2 separate regions of the Sus scrofa genome follow, and region 2 is linked to region 1. The links are chromatin contacts, called in public HiChIP or PLAC-seq maps. All regions are on one chromosome and are shown on one strand. The core of a region is the stretch at or near the end of the contact, and the rest is flanking DNA. Distances in the headings are between cores, read along the strand shown.

Region 1 (6,541 bases), core at 2,377-4,876:
TTAAGAAAGCTTTTCTGAAGGGCATCTCTTCTGATAAAACAGTTGAGTGGGTTTTGAAGTCATTAATTCATTTATTCAATAGCATATATTGCTGCTTATATTATAGGTACTGTACAAACACAAAAATCAGACATGCACCCTACCCTTGTAAAACTTCCAGTCTAATAAAGAAAACAAACACTGAACAAATTATTACAGCTGTGTGGAAAAGTGACAAACAAGTGAAATAAAGGATCACGTATACATCCCTATGTGGACTTACATATTAATAAGAAAATGGTTGTTACAACTTTTGCTGTGGGAGTAGCACATGGAGAACTTACAGGCCTCGTGAATGAGAACTTACTCCATAGTTGTCTTAGGATAATGGTACCTTTTTAGGCATTTGAGGTATTACCTGCCCCCTGTGTGTGAGTTTGTTGGTGTTCATGACAAAGTTTAGACCAGCAGCTGCAGCAAGTTACTGCACCTCCATCCTCTTCAACTCGAATGTTTGCCTTTTGCTTCATCTTTCCATCGTCTTTAGCCCAGATTATTATCTTTTGCCTTAACAAGCAGCCACATGAATCAAGCTTTTCCTTGATTTACATAATAATTTTCTTCTCATTATATAGCCTTTCTTCCTAGGCCACTCCCCCCAAATAAGGGGGTAGCCCATGTTTGACTTTTGATGTTTGCTGGCTGCGGTATTAAGTTAAATTGGTTTTGCTGACCCAAACTAGACAACTCAGACATCATATGGGGTTGATTTGAAATAGAGCAGTTTATAAACTGGACAGTGAATTCCTTCTGGGCAGGAAACACCGTTCCTCTGTGTAGCCCTGATCCAGTGTCTTGCATATTTAGCTTCCCATGAGTCACTAAATATAAAGTGTACATTTTTGGGGGTTTGCTTCATTCTACAAATACATGACAAGATCTTTTGTTCTTTGATTAGATTTCACAAAAGCCTTAGAAAAGTGAATAAGATATTCATTGAACTTATGAAATCCTAACATTAGAAAGTATTCTGATCAATTCAATAAAAATTTTATATTTTCAAAGAACTTTCTCATCTTTTTTCAGCGTTTTGATAACCCTCTGAGATAGATAAGACAGTTATTAATATTTCTATTTTACTAGTGAAAATACATACAAAGGCAATTAAGTGACTTCCCTAAGACAGCACATCTATTTCGTGGTTGAGTTAGAACTAAACCATTAAGCTTCCAAATGAGTTTTTTTTTACTGTTACCCTATATTCCCTTTACTACAGATTCATCCCATGCAATTTGAGTGTCTCATATGATGCTTTTCTGAGGACTGTGCAGGCTAAAACGCATAAAATGGTTAGTTTTGTTTGTTTGTTTTTAGGGCCGCACTTGTGGCACATGGAAGTCCCCAGGCTAGGGGTTGAATCAGAGCTGCAGCTGCCGACCTACGCCACAGCCACAGCAATGCTGGATCCTTAACCTACTGATCGAGGCCAGGATCGAACCCTCATCCTCATGGATTCTAGTTGGGTTTGTTACCACTGAACTGCAATGGGAACTCCCTAAATGGTTAGATTTTAAAGGTAATTTTTTCATTCTTCTACTTTACAAAGTATTAACACTTCTGTCCTCAAATACTTGGCAAGGTATATTATGTCTTACATGTTTTAAATATTTGTTTTCATTGGAAAAATGCTTGTCTTATTTCTTTGACAGTTACTGCTAGAAGTTTTAATTTGTTGCTTAAGAGTAATAGAAAATGCAGAAAAATACGGAGAAACATAAATGGCAGACTTTCGAAAGTCTTCTGACAGTAAGCAATGACGGTAGTGAAGGCGGGCAAAGGAGGCTTGAATCAGGAATTGGATTTAGTAATTAGAAGGTTACTGTGGCCTTGGGCAGGTCAGCATTAATATAGTGGGAGGAGTAGAGTCCAGGTTAGAAGGAAAGAATGAATGGAAAATGGAGAAATCAAAAAGTTTCTCTCCTAGTGGCAGGAGGAAGACAGATGACTTGAGGGAGAAGTAGTGTCAGTAACGGCATTTTTAGGTTCACCGTGCACCAGTGTATCTGCCACTTCAGGAGAAGATGCCCGAGGAGAGGAAGGGGTAAAATGGAAAGTGTGAGAGGAGGATTTGGTCAAATTGATGTGTAGGATCAGGAGGAGGCAGGAGAAGACACAACCAAGCACCAAGTATAGAAATAGTCTTAAGAAGACAGCAGGATGCTTAATCCTTTAGGACAGGAGAAAAGTGGAAGAAGGGTAGGAGGGTCCAGGGATGATCTCAGGGGATCGGAGGAGGGGTAACTGAAGAAGCTCAGAGCCTTTGGGTTAAAACTGCTGGTATTTCTAGTCAGCCTCAGAGTCGTTTACTACAGGCTTCTTGGCTTGTAGTATTTAAAATGAACAATTAGGTTCATTTTAATTTTCACCTTGTAGTATTTAAAACGAACAATTAGGTAGAGGAGTTTGGATATATAGGAGTTATAGATTTAGTTTCATTTATTGAAATCTCAGTGTGTTTCTATAGAATCAGTTTAATTTTTTTTCTAATGGGGATTATAATTTCAAAAGGTAAGGGAAGATGCATTTTAAGATAAGATATGAAACTGATAGGAAAACACAGGTTTTAAGTTTTGGTGTGGCTCAATTTAGTGGAGTGCTTTTTCCAGGGCTTTTTATTTAGAATTGGCAAGGCTCTACTGTTAGCTACATATCTAAGAATTCACAGAAGTTAAAATTCTAAAAGATCAACCGAGTGGTTCTATTTTGTTGCTCTGCCCATACTTGAACACCTAAGGTCATTCTGAATGGAGCTGTGTTTTTTCTCAGAAGTCAATGACAGATCTGCACATACTTGTGGTCTCTGCTCCTGTGGTAATAACAGAGAGCTCCCTCTAAAACCATACAGATGCTTTCTAACTTACGGGTTGGGATACAAAATGTCATGTTTCAGTTGTTTGGAACTCCACATCTTCCAATAGAAATGATACTATAAATGGTTCCAGCATCCCAGACCAGCCCATAAAAGACCATTGAATCTAAAGTGTGTCTGAGTTATTAAAAATAGGAACTGTTTATGACCATGTTTCTATCAGGAAATGTGTTAAATTTCACCTTTTAAGGGTAGAAGTGTTTCTTCCACTTCTACTTTATCTTTCTCAGCCCCTAGTTGTCTGGCAGTGCTGAAGGAGGCCCCCAGCTCTTTATTGTGGTTCTGATAAGGCCCAGGACAGAAGAGCTGGGATAGAGACTTTTTGAAAGTGGAGAAAGGAGCTGACTGCCATGATGCATGTGCCAAGGGAGAGGCCCCCTTCCTGTTTGAGCCGTGACACCTGCCATTGTAACCCTCCTACCCTCCTGTTCCCTTTCTTCTTCCCTGGACCCATGGTTCTCAGCCAAGACCTGATTTTGTCCTTCCCACCCAAACTCCACATAACCGGGGACATTTGGCAGTGGCCACAGGCATTCTTGGTTATCACAGCAGGGGTGTACTGCTGGTACCTAGTGGGTGTAGACCAGGGATGCTGCTAAACATCCAGAACCAAAATTGTCCAACCCAAAATGTCAATAATGGCAAGATTGAGAAACTCTTGGTCTAGGTCATTGCTGCTGGTTCAAGTGTTTTTCCATTCTTGCTTCACTGCAGAACAGAAATGTAGTTGGTTTCCAGATTCTCTAACTTCTATTCTTGAAACAAGCGCAGAGCCTTTATGAGGTTTTCCTGAGGGCTCTACTCTCATCACAACATGGAAATAGACTAAGTAAAAATAACAAGGAAATTACAGTTTCAGGGAATCTTAATGAAAAGCTTCCATGTTATCCACTGGACCTTAAATAGAGCAAAATTCTGATCCTTCTTTAGGCCTCAGGTCCTTCTTCGCCATTATGGTTTCCTCCTTCCCTGGGTTTCCCTCTTTCCCACCCTTACAGCTCCACCATAGAGCACCTCGGCAGGGGTCCTCTTTCCTCTCCTCCAGATGAGGATCTTAGGCTACTCTACAAGGAGTGAGGGGATGTTCCCTTTGTTATTGCATAGATCTGGCCCAAAGTACTTCCTCCTTCTTTCAGGGAATTCACAGAATGAAATTATACTGCAGCATTTCCCGAAGTACTGCTGCACAGGGTAGGGGGTCTCCTGTCTCTGCTGGTCTCTCCTCTTTTCCATCCTGCCTGGTACCACCCCTCTGGCTTCCGGGTCACGTGACCTGAGCAGTGGCTTAGAAGGGCCCTGTGCCTGGTCAAATGCTCTGCTTTCTTCATGATATGATCTTAGTTCTTTCTGAACAGGGGGGCCTCACGTTTTCATTTTGAACTCAGCCCTGCAAATTATGTAGCTGGTCCTGCCTACCAAAGTTCTCCCAACCAAACTTGGGTCTAGGAGAGACTGGCTCAGGTGAGAAAAGGAAGAGGAAGGGATTTTTAGATGCTTGTAGCAGCAAGAAAGCCCTGGTGGAAAATCTGGGTGGGAAGGGCAGATTCGAATGAATGTTTCAGTCTTCATTCAGAAATACCTCACAGAGCAGACTCTTTCTGGTTTGCTGATATTTATCACTTTTAATAAGATGACTATTTACTAGGTGCTATTGTGTGATCAGCAGTGTGCTAGATGCCATGAGTAAAACTAAGCAGTAAATTTGATATTTGTTCCCTACTGGGTGTATTCAAGTGTTTATAAAACCTCCTTATTTAGTGTCCATCACCTTTTGAGATTGTTTTTATTGTCCCGTTCCATAGGGTAGGAAACTGAAATGGGTTTAGTTGTCCAGCTTTCTAAAACTAGTAAATGGCAAAGCAAGGATCTGAACCCAGGTTGGTCTGATTGTAAAGGCCAGTCCCCTTGATTCTGCTACTCAGAAGTTCAGTATCCCTACCCTCAGGGTTGACGCTCATTTTGAGGTCATAGTATACATAGAAAGTCAATTTCTTTTAATCAGTTAATTTTTTAAAAACACCACACATGTTTTTCATTTTTCAAATTAAATGTAATGGTAGATGAAAATGTTACTGGTGTATTTGATCTAAATGCTTTTCCATGTGTTCCTGAGGAATAGATATTAACATAAGTAACCTAAAACAGTATTCTTTTTTTTCCCATTTAGTTATTTATTTATTTCAAATTTTTTATTGAAGTATAGTTGATTTACAATGTGTTAATTTCTGCTATACAGCAAAGTGACTCAATTATACATATATACATTCTTTTTTATATTCTTTTCCATTATGATTTATGCCAGGATACTGAATATAGTTCCCTGTGCTATACAGTAGGACTTTTTTGTTTATACATTCCGTAGGTAGTAGTTTGTATCTACTGCTTCCAAACTCCCAGTCCATCCTTCCTCCACCCCTCTGCCCCGTGGCAACCACAAGTCTGTCTTCTATGTCTATAAGTCTGCTAAAACAGTATTTTTTTTTTTTTTTTTTTTTTTTTTTTTTTTGTCTTTTGTCTCCATACCTGCAGCATGTGGAGATTTCCAGGCTAGGGGTCAGATTGGAGCTGTAGCTGCTGGCCTATGCCAGGGCCATAGTAACTTGGGATCTGAGCCACATCTGTGACCTACAGCACAGCTCACGGCAACTCCAGATCCCCAACCCACTGTGCAAGGCCAGGGATCAAACCTGCGTCCTCATGGATGCTAGTCAGATTGTTTCTGCTAAGCTACGACAGGAACTCCTAAAACAGTATTCTTATAGAAAAAACTCAAAAACCTTCAGTTTGGTATGCTTTGTAAATCATTCCCTCTTTTTGTTTTATGAAATGTCTGCTAACACTCCAGATGTAACTTATCTGAAAGGTTTCTTGGAGTGGGGGTCTCAGTCTTTAATTTCCATCCACCAAGTAAAAAAATGTGGTATTCAATGTCATTGATATTTGCAGTTAATTCTAAGAAAGCTAATTTTTAAAGAATATATATCATACCTATTCTTTGGTTTTTCTCATGTGAGCTACTCCAAATTATTGTTTGATATCAGTTTAATACCCATGCCGGCTTTAGCCTAAATACATTACACGACTAGGCCTCTTGTAGGAGGAGGGAGGCATCGGCACCAATCACCTGCAGTAGGCAATTTGCACAGTACTATGTAGTAGGTAAGTGGATTAAAAGCAACTTCATAATTTTCTTAGCAGTTACCAATCTTTCATCCGCTTTTGATTTCATGAATTAGTAGGGTCTCAGGCCTCTTACTGTTACCCCGGAGCCAAACCTATAAATGTTCTTCCAGAGCTTTTACCATTAAGATCAGGACTGTCTAATTCCCACTGACCTGAATGTTTACTCCAACTGCGCCATTGACTAGTTGCGCATCCTTGGTAAGTTACTGTACGTGGGAGTGATGGTATCTTCAAAATGCTATAGGAAGGACTAATCAAATTACTGCTCATAAAACCCTGAGCACAGGGCCAGGCTGAAGAAAGGGGCTTGGTGGGTAAGTGTAGTTTGTCATCTTCCTCCTCTTATCCCACCAAGAGACTATGACTGGGCATAAACAGAACTTTGGGCAAGCCCTTTCTCTGTTTACACCTAAACAGTTTAGCATACTCTTAAACATGCTTTGACACATG
Region 2 (6,541 bases), core at 2,350-4,849, 120 kb before region 1:
TATAGCTAAATCTAAAGAGGAAATATTCTATAAACATCTCAAATTTTTCTCTTTCAATATATCTGCATCCATATAAATTTTGTTTAAATAAATCACACACACACACAAGACATACACACATATATTTGAAAGACTCTGTATATTGGCTTGCCAACCTCTATTCTACCTTGTTTCTAGTTGGAAAAGCTGGGAAGTTGAAAACAAAAACAGAAACAAAACCATGCATCCTAGAGATCGCTTGCATTTAGTCTTCTGGTTGAAAATTAGGGAGTTCCCGTCGTGGCGCAGTGGTTAACGAAACCGACTAGGAACCACGAGGTTGCGGGTTCGGTCCCTGCCCTTGCTCAGTGGGTTAACGATCTGGCGTTGCCGTGAGCTGTGGTGTAGGTTGCAGATGCGGCTCGGATCCTGCGTTGCTGTGGCTCTGGTGTAGGCCAGTGGCTACAGCTCCGATTGGACCCCTAGCCTGGGAACCTCCATATGCCGCGGGAGCGGCCCAAGAAATAGCAAAAAGACAAAAAAAAAATGAAAATTAGGCTACACCATTTGCATGAAGCCTTGTGAGAATTACAAGTAAGGCAGGGGCCCATTTTCCTATTTTTTGTTGCTGTTGTTTCTGCTGGCTAGCATGGACAAGGTACAGTGAGGCTTTTCTTCCATGTTCCAGTGCACACCTGACAGATTCTAGTGTGCCAAGAGGTGGGTGCATCAGTGACAGAGGTGGCAGTACCTTCTTGATTTCTGGTTCCTAGCGCTGAGTCACAATTGTAGGTAACTGTCCTCCAGTCTTCTAGATGCCAAGAAGCAGTGGCAGTTGTGATGGTATAATGATTCCAGCTCCTTGAATTCATGGTTCCATCAAAGATTTCAAAAGAAACAGTTTACATGGTGGATTGCTTCTAATTCTCAGATCTGTTTCTTAGTCCAAGCCATAGAAATGCAATCCTTCAGCTCCACGGTGATTTAATTAACATTTAATTCACTAGACTAAGAATCTTTTTGCTCAAAACACTGACAGAAGTTCCATTTTCCTGACCAAAACAACATTCGAAAGAAGTTTTCTAAGGATTTTAGCATATTTTTAAAATATTTTTCAATATTTAAACTCTAATATATTTAATATGCAATGAACACAAGAAAGAAAGGATACCCAAATATCACGAAGTCATGAGCATCTTACCTCTATATAGGAAAAGCAGAACTCTCTTTGTGAAGGTGAGACATCACAGCTAACATAAATCAACTGTATAGGAGAACAGGGTTATATATAGGGATTACACCTCCTTCTCCCAGGGAAAAAAAAAAGTACAGATAATACTATGAGGTCACAGAATGAGAGTAACTCAATAACACTTATAAGTGGTAGTAGCATGCAAAAAAGAGAAATGTGGTAAATAAGAAACAAATAATTAAATCTAAGTTTGCAGCTAGAAGACAAAACCTCGGACTCATACAAGGCAGGTAACTGGGAAGAAATGGCCCAGAAACCTCACAGAACTATCCTCTCAATAAAATGGAAAATTAAAATATATATATAACCACAAAATAAAAGACAAACAAAGGAAGCAGGGAGGAGGGGTAAGGGTATCTCCTGAGGATCCATGCCCACACTTGGATCTAGGGTTTAGTTTTCAAGATGAGGTCCAAACCTGTGATTTCCCAAAATGCTGGCAGAAGCAAGCACAAATACTTTTTGGAGGGACGCATCTGTACCCAAACCTTACAGAAGTCCCACAAATAAATCCCAGAAAACAAAAGCCCACACTCCAAAATCACAGAACACTTGCTGAAAAAGGTCAGCATGAGTAAAAGCGTCAGAAATAAGAAATAAGACAAAGAATTAAAGTCTTCCACCAAAGAAGTTAAACATTTGTATTATCTAATACAGAATAAAAATGACTACGTTTAAAATAATAAGTAAAATAAAGATAGGACAAATAAACTGTGTTTAATACAGAGAGTATAAGAAACTAAGTTCAAGAAGCTTTTTGAGAAAAGGAAATGACTTTGTACCATTCTGCGAACAGTGCAGATGAGAAACAATTTAGGTACTTTTAGCAGAAATGGATGGATAAAATACAGTTAATTAGGTACCTACAACATAAGAATGGGAAGGGCAGTTTCTAAGCCTCAGGGGACATCTCCCAGAATATAATGGAGGCTACCTACCAGGAGACCTTCTACCTCTAAGTCTATGTTGGAACTGTTACATGCAAAAATGCATTTTATAGCTGTAATTTAAATAGCAGGAAGTCATTGCTTATACTTCCACAAATATGTCTTGACATCCATGAGAGCTGGTGACCAGGCACTGGAACAAGGAGTCTAGTTACCATCCCCACAACAACTCTATCTCCAGAAAACTGGAGAACAGACTAAAGAATATTATTACAAAAATGACTCATGCTTGCATAAACTTACTTGATAGCAGAAAATAGCCAAAAGGGGCAGGGAAAAAAGACTCCATCTCACCTTCACCATGTAACTTGCACCGCACTTTCACCTTTCAAAAATCATGGGAGTATATCTAACTGATAAAACCTCCACAGGACTCATGCCACACTAGTGATGTGATGCTAAAGTGACTTAGTAAAGAGGGGTAGGTAAAACTTAATTGCGAATTATATCTCCAACAATCTCTCCAACTCCAACAATCTCCAGTCATTCTTCTCTAGAGAATGACTAGAGATTCATTCTCTAGAGAAGAATAAAAGAGATAGTCTCTGAATGGAACAATGCCAGCTACATTTGAGAACCTAGCAAATGCACTAAAAACAGAATTAAATGACTTTATGTACAATGAATGCTAAAATTTCCAGTCAACTTCCCCCACTTTGCTCCCATAACACAAATGGCCATAAAACCATAATCCAAGCAGAATAGTTTAAGCATCATACTTGAGAAAAACAAGCAGTCCTAAGGAAAGACCTAATGATACTGACATCAGGAATTCTCCCACAAATGGCCTAGACAGATCATTCTTCATGGAATCTAAAATTGAAAGGTCCTACCAAACTACCAGAACTTCCAGAGTTTTAGTTAGTCCCACACTCTTAAACAAATAAAAGCAATGTTAAGAGAGATTACGCAGCAGAGGAAATCTTTGCAAGTCTATCAGTAAGATCTTTAGACAGATGAAAATAAAATGTATCCAAGAAACAAGGACATGTTACAGAAAAGAACATTTAGAGAACAAGAAATTACTTTTAAAAAATAAAACATCAGAAATGGAGTTCCCACGATGGCTCAGTGGAAATGAATCCGACTAGGAACCATGGGGTTTCGGGTTCAGTCCCTGGCCTTGCTCGGTGGGTCAGGGATCCGGTGTTGCCGTGAGCTGTGGTGTAGGTCGCAGATGCTTGGATCTGATGTTGCTGTGGCTGTAGCATAGGCTGACAGCTACAGCTCCGATTTCCCCCCTAGCCTGGGAACCATCATGTGCCACAGGCGTGGTCCTTAAGACAAAAGACAAAAAAATAAAATATCAGAAATGAAAACTGCCAGTAAGGTCTTACAATTGCCCCAGATTATTTCTCTGAAGAGTTTCCAGGGCATAGTACTAAATGGGGAAGTCAGAGAGAACTTAGCAGTCTCTGTGAACTGAGGAGACAGAGCAAGGCGTCTAAAGACACCAAGATGACTGGAGTTGACAGGTCAAAGTACTACAGAAGAGAGAGCTGCATAGATAACTACAGAGAACACTCCTGAAGTCTTCAGTTGAATACTGATTTAGTACATCTATGTGAAGAAATTATCCAACGCTTAGGGAGGAGCCATGTGAAAGGAGCAGAGGGAGCAATTTCCTGAGTCCACACAGAACCAGAAATAGTTTATGTTATAACCAGCCAGAGTAGAAAACCTCACAAATCACAAGGCATATAATAGAGTCCTCAGAAGGATTTTGCCTCAGTAGTGGGGCAACATTAACCCTAGACTAAATGCTTCTCTAGCGGGGCCTAATAAAGTAACTAAAGTAGCCAAAAAACAAACTCAATTATATCTCAATAAAAAAAAAAAAAAACCCTCTGGACTTGCTGATCACTTGATATGTTTTATTTTTTAACTTCGATAAACAGTTATATAGTTGTTGCTTATAATTATCCATTAACATATCCATTTATTTATGTACTTTTCTGTATACAGATTTCACAGCAGAAATTTTTAATATTAACCAAATTTTAACATTGATATTAGCCAAATTTGATGAAAGATACAAATTTGCAGATTCAGAAAGCACCTAAATCCAGAGCTCCTGTTGTGGCTCAGTGGTTCAAACCTGACTCATATCCATGAGGATGTGAGTTCGATCCCTGGCCTCCTCACTTGGTAGGTTAAGGATCCTGTGTTGCTGTTGTGTAAGGCCTGCAGCCGCAGCTCTGAATCAATCCCTAGCCTGGAAATTCCATATGCCGCACATGTGGCCCTCAAAAGCAAAAAAAGGAAGAAAGAAAGCACCTAAATCTCAAACATGACAAAAAGAAATATGTATTTATACACATAATAAAAACTACAGATCACCAGAGATAAAATATCAAAACAGCCCATGAGAAGTCAATTGTATATCTGAAGACACAATTTCAGAAAGGAAAAATAATTCTACTTTGAAGAAATGCTGAGATAGAAGAAACGAAGGTGAGCCCCCTTCAAAAAAAAAAAAAAAAAAGATAAATATGCGGACAAGCTCAAACATTAACTCTATAAATTACTAACAATACCCAGATTGGAGGTTATATAAAAAATTAGAGAAATTTGATTAAAATTAATATATTTTAATATCTTTGAGTTGTTTGGAAACAGTACAGATATTTACCATTTTTAGATGTTAAGCATGTTAAAGAGTAATCGAAAACTTAGAATGTTTTCAAATTGGTAGAAGGAAATAGGAAAGTCAACTAATCCAAAAAAGGAAAAGGGTAAGGATGAGAAAGAAGCAAGGCACAGAAAAAGAAAAATAGAAAGTACAAAATAAGATGGAAAAAAATAGATCCAAACAGACTTGCACTTGGTACTTCTGGACTATGGTGGGACATATTCTTTAATATTAAAGGAGTTCTTCTGAAACAAAACACTAGATTCTGGAGAAAACAGAGTTTTTAAATTCATTGTTGAGTTGTACTACATAAGTAAAATTTCCAGACCTCATCTCTGCTCAGGGGGCAGGGGTGGGTGGGGCAGGAGGAGGAATTTGAGCTAAAACAAAAGTAGGAAAGGAGCAGAGAGTATCAGGCGAGAAGCAAACTGAGGTACATAGAATTACTCGTCAGCAGGGACCTGCTGTATAGCACCAAGAACTCTACCCAATATTTTGTGATAACCTATGTGGGAAAAGAATCTGAAAGAGAATGGATGTGTGTACATGTATAACTGAATTGCTTTGTTGTACAACAGATATTATCACACTTGTAAATCAACTATACTTCAATAAAACTTAACGACAACAAAAAGAAGCAAACTTAAAAGGTGAGGTTTACCATGAAGGCCAATGCAGATAGCAGCTGGCAAATGACTTCAGAAGACCAAAATTTAAGACAGGACAGCAAGGTCACAGATATAAAAATAAGACAAAGATAACTGTATTCAGTCAGGAACCTTGAAAGGGGCTACGGTGGTGCCGTGGGGTTGGTACTACCTCACTGGAAGCACACACAAATCATATCTGAAGAGAAGTATACACGATTTAGGTCCTTTGTCTTTCTACGGATTAAGATCAGCCACAACTAAAGAAAACAAGCCAAAATAACATCTAAAAATTTAGACAAAGACTTAAAATATTGAAATGCTCAAGATAGAATATGAACTATTATGAAAATTTAAAAATTAAAAATAGACTTACAAGAGACTATAATGAATAAACAGGAAGATTAGAAAGAGAACCAAACGGAAAATATAATTACTGAAATTAAAACTATTAAGTGTTTTAAATAGATCAGACACTGCTGAAAAATAATTAGTAAAAAAGAAACACAGCTGATGAAATTAACCAAAATGCACCACGGATAAACAAGATGATGAAAAACATGAGATTAAGAGACATGAAAGACAGAGTAAGAAGGCCCATCATTTGTGCAATCAGAGTCCTAGAAGAGTAGAAATGACTGCAGTATCTGAAGAGCTAGTGGCTAAAAATTTTACAGATCTAAAATGAATCAAAAGATACAGGAAGTCAGCATATACTAAGAATAAATAAAAAGAAACTCACATTTCCCAACATTATAGTAAATCTGTAGAATACTGAAAGGGAAAGAAAAGCTTATTTTATTAAAAGTAGATAGAAATAGGAAGTTCCCTTGTGGAGCAGTGGGTTACGGATCCAGTGTGGCCACAGTTATGGTGCAGGTCCCAACTGTGATGTGGTTTCAATCCTTGGCTCTAGAATTTCCGAGTGCCCTATAAGCACAGCCAAAAAAAAAAAAAAAAAGTAGATACAGATAAAAGATAACCTAAAAATGCTGAGGAACAAAGATGTTGAAAGACTAACTTAGTGGCCACAGACTATGTAGCAGAGCTGTGATATACCCTTGGCATTCTAACTTCAGAAAGT

Evidence for each region. HiChIP or PLAC-seq counts read pairs in DNA pulled down with a chosen protein or histone mark.
Region 2: a contact with region 1 is called in an H3K27ac HiChIP or PLAC-seq map of alveolar macrophages. The contact joins two enhancer-like sites. A contact is called at or near these places in 1 of 47 Hi-C or Micro-C datasets (epiblast stem cells) and 1 of 2 datasets of contacts at active chromatin or transcription factors (alveolar macrophages).

What each region holds. Positions count from the first base shown.
Region 1 is chr1:103,702,761-103,709,301 of Sscrofa11.1, reverse strand. All of the region lies in intron 7 of MBD2 (methyl-CpG-binding domain protein 2), which reads left to right. Among named protein-coding and RNA genes, the nearest start is that of MBD2, 62 kb to the left of the region's middle. Within about 2 kb of position 3,626, at least 5 of the 83 cell types and tissues checked have an H3K27ac peak or open chromatin away from gene starts, as enhancers often do. A contact at or near this core is called in alveolar macrophages, where this site is marked.
Region 2 is chr1:103,822,144-103,828,684 of Sscrofa11.1, reverse strand. No RefSeq gene overlaps it. Among named protein-coding and RNA genes, the nearest start is that of POLI, 32 kb to the right of the region's middle. Within about 2 kb of position 3,599, at least 1 of the 83 cell types and tissues checked has an H3K27ac peak or open chromatin away from gene starts, as enhancers often do. A contact at or near this core is called in alveolar macrophages, where this site is marked.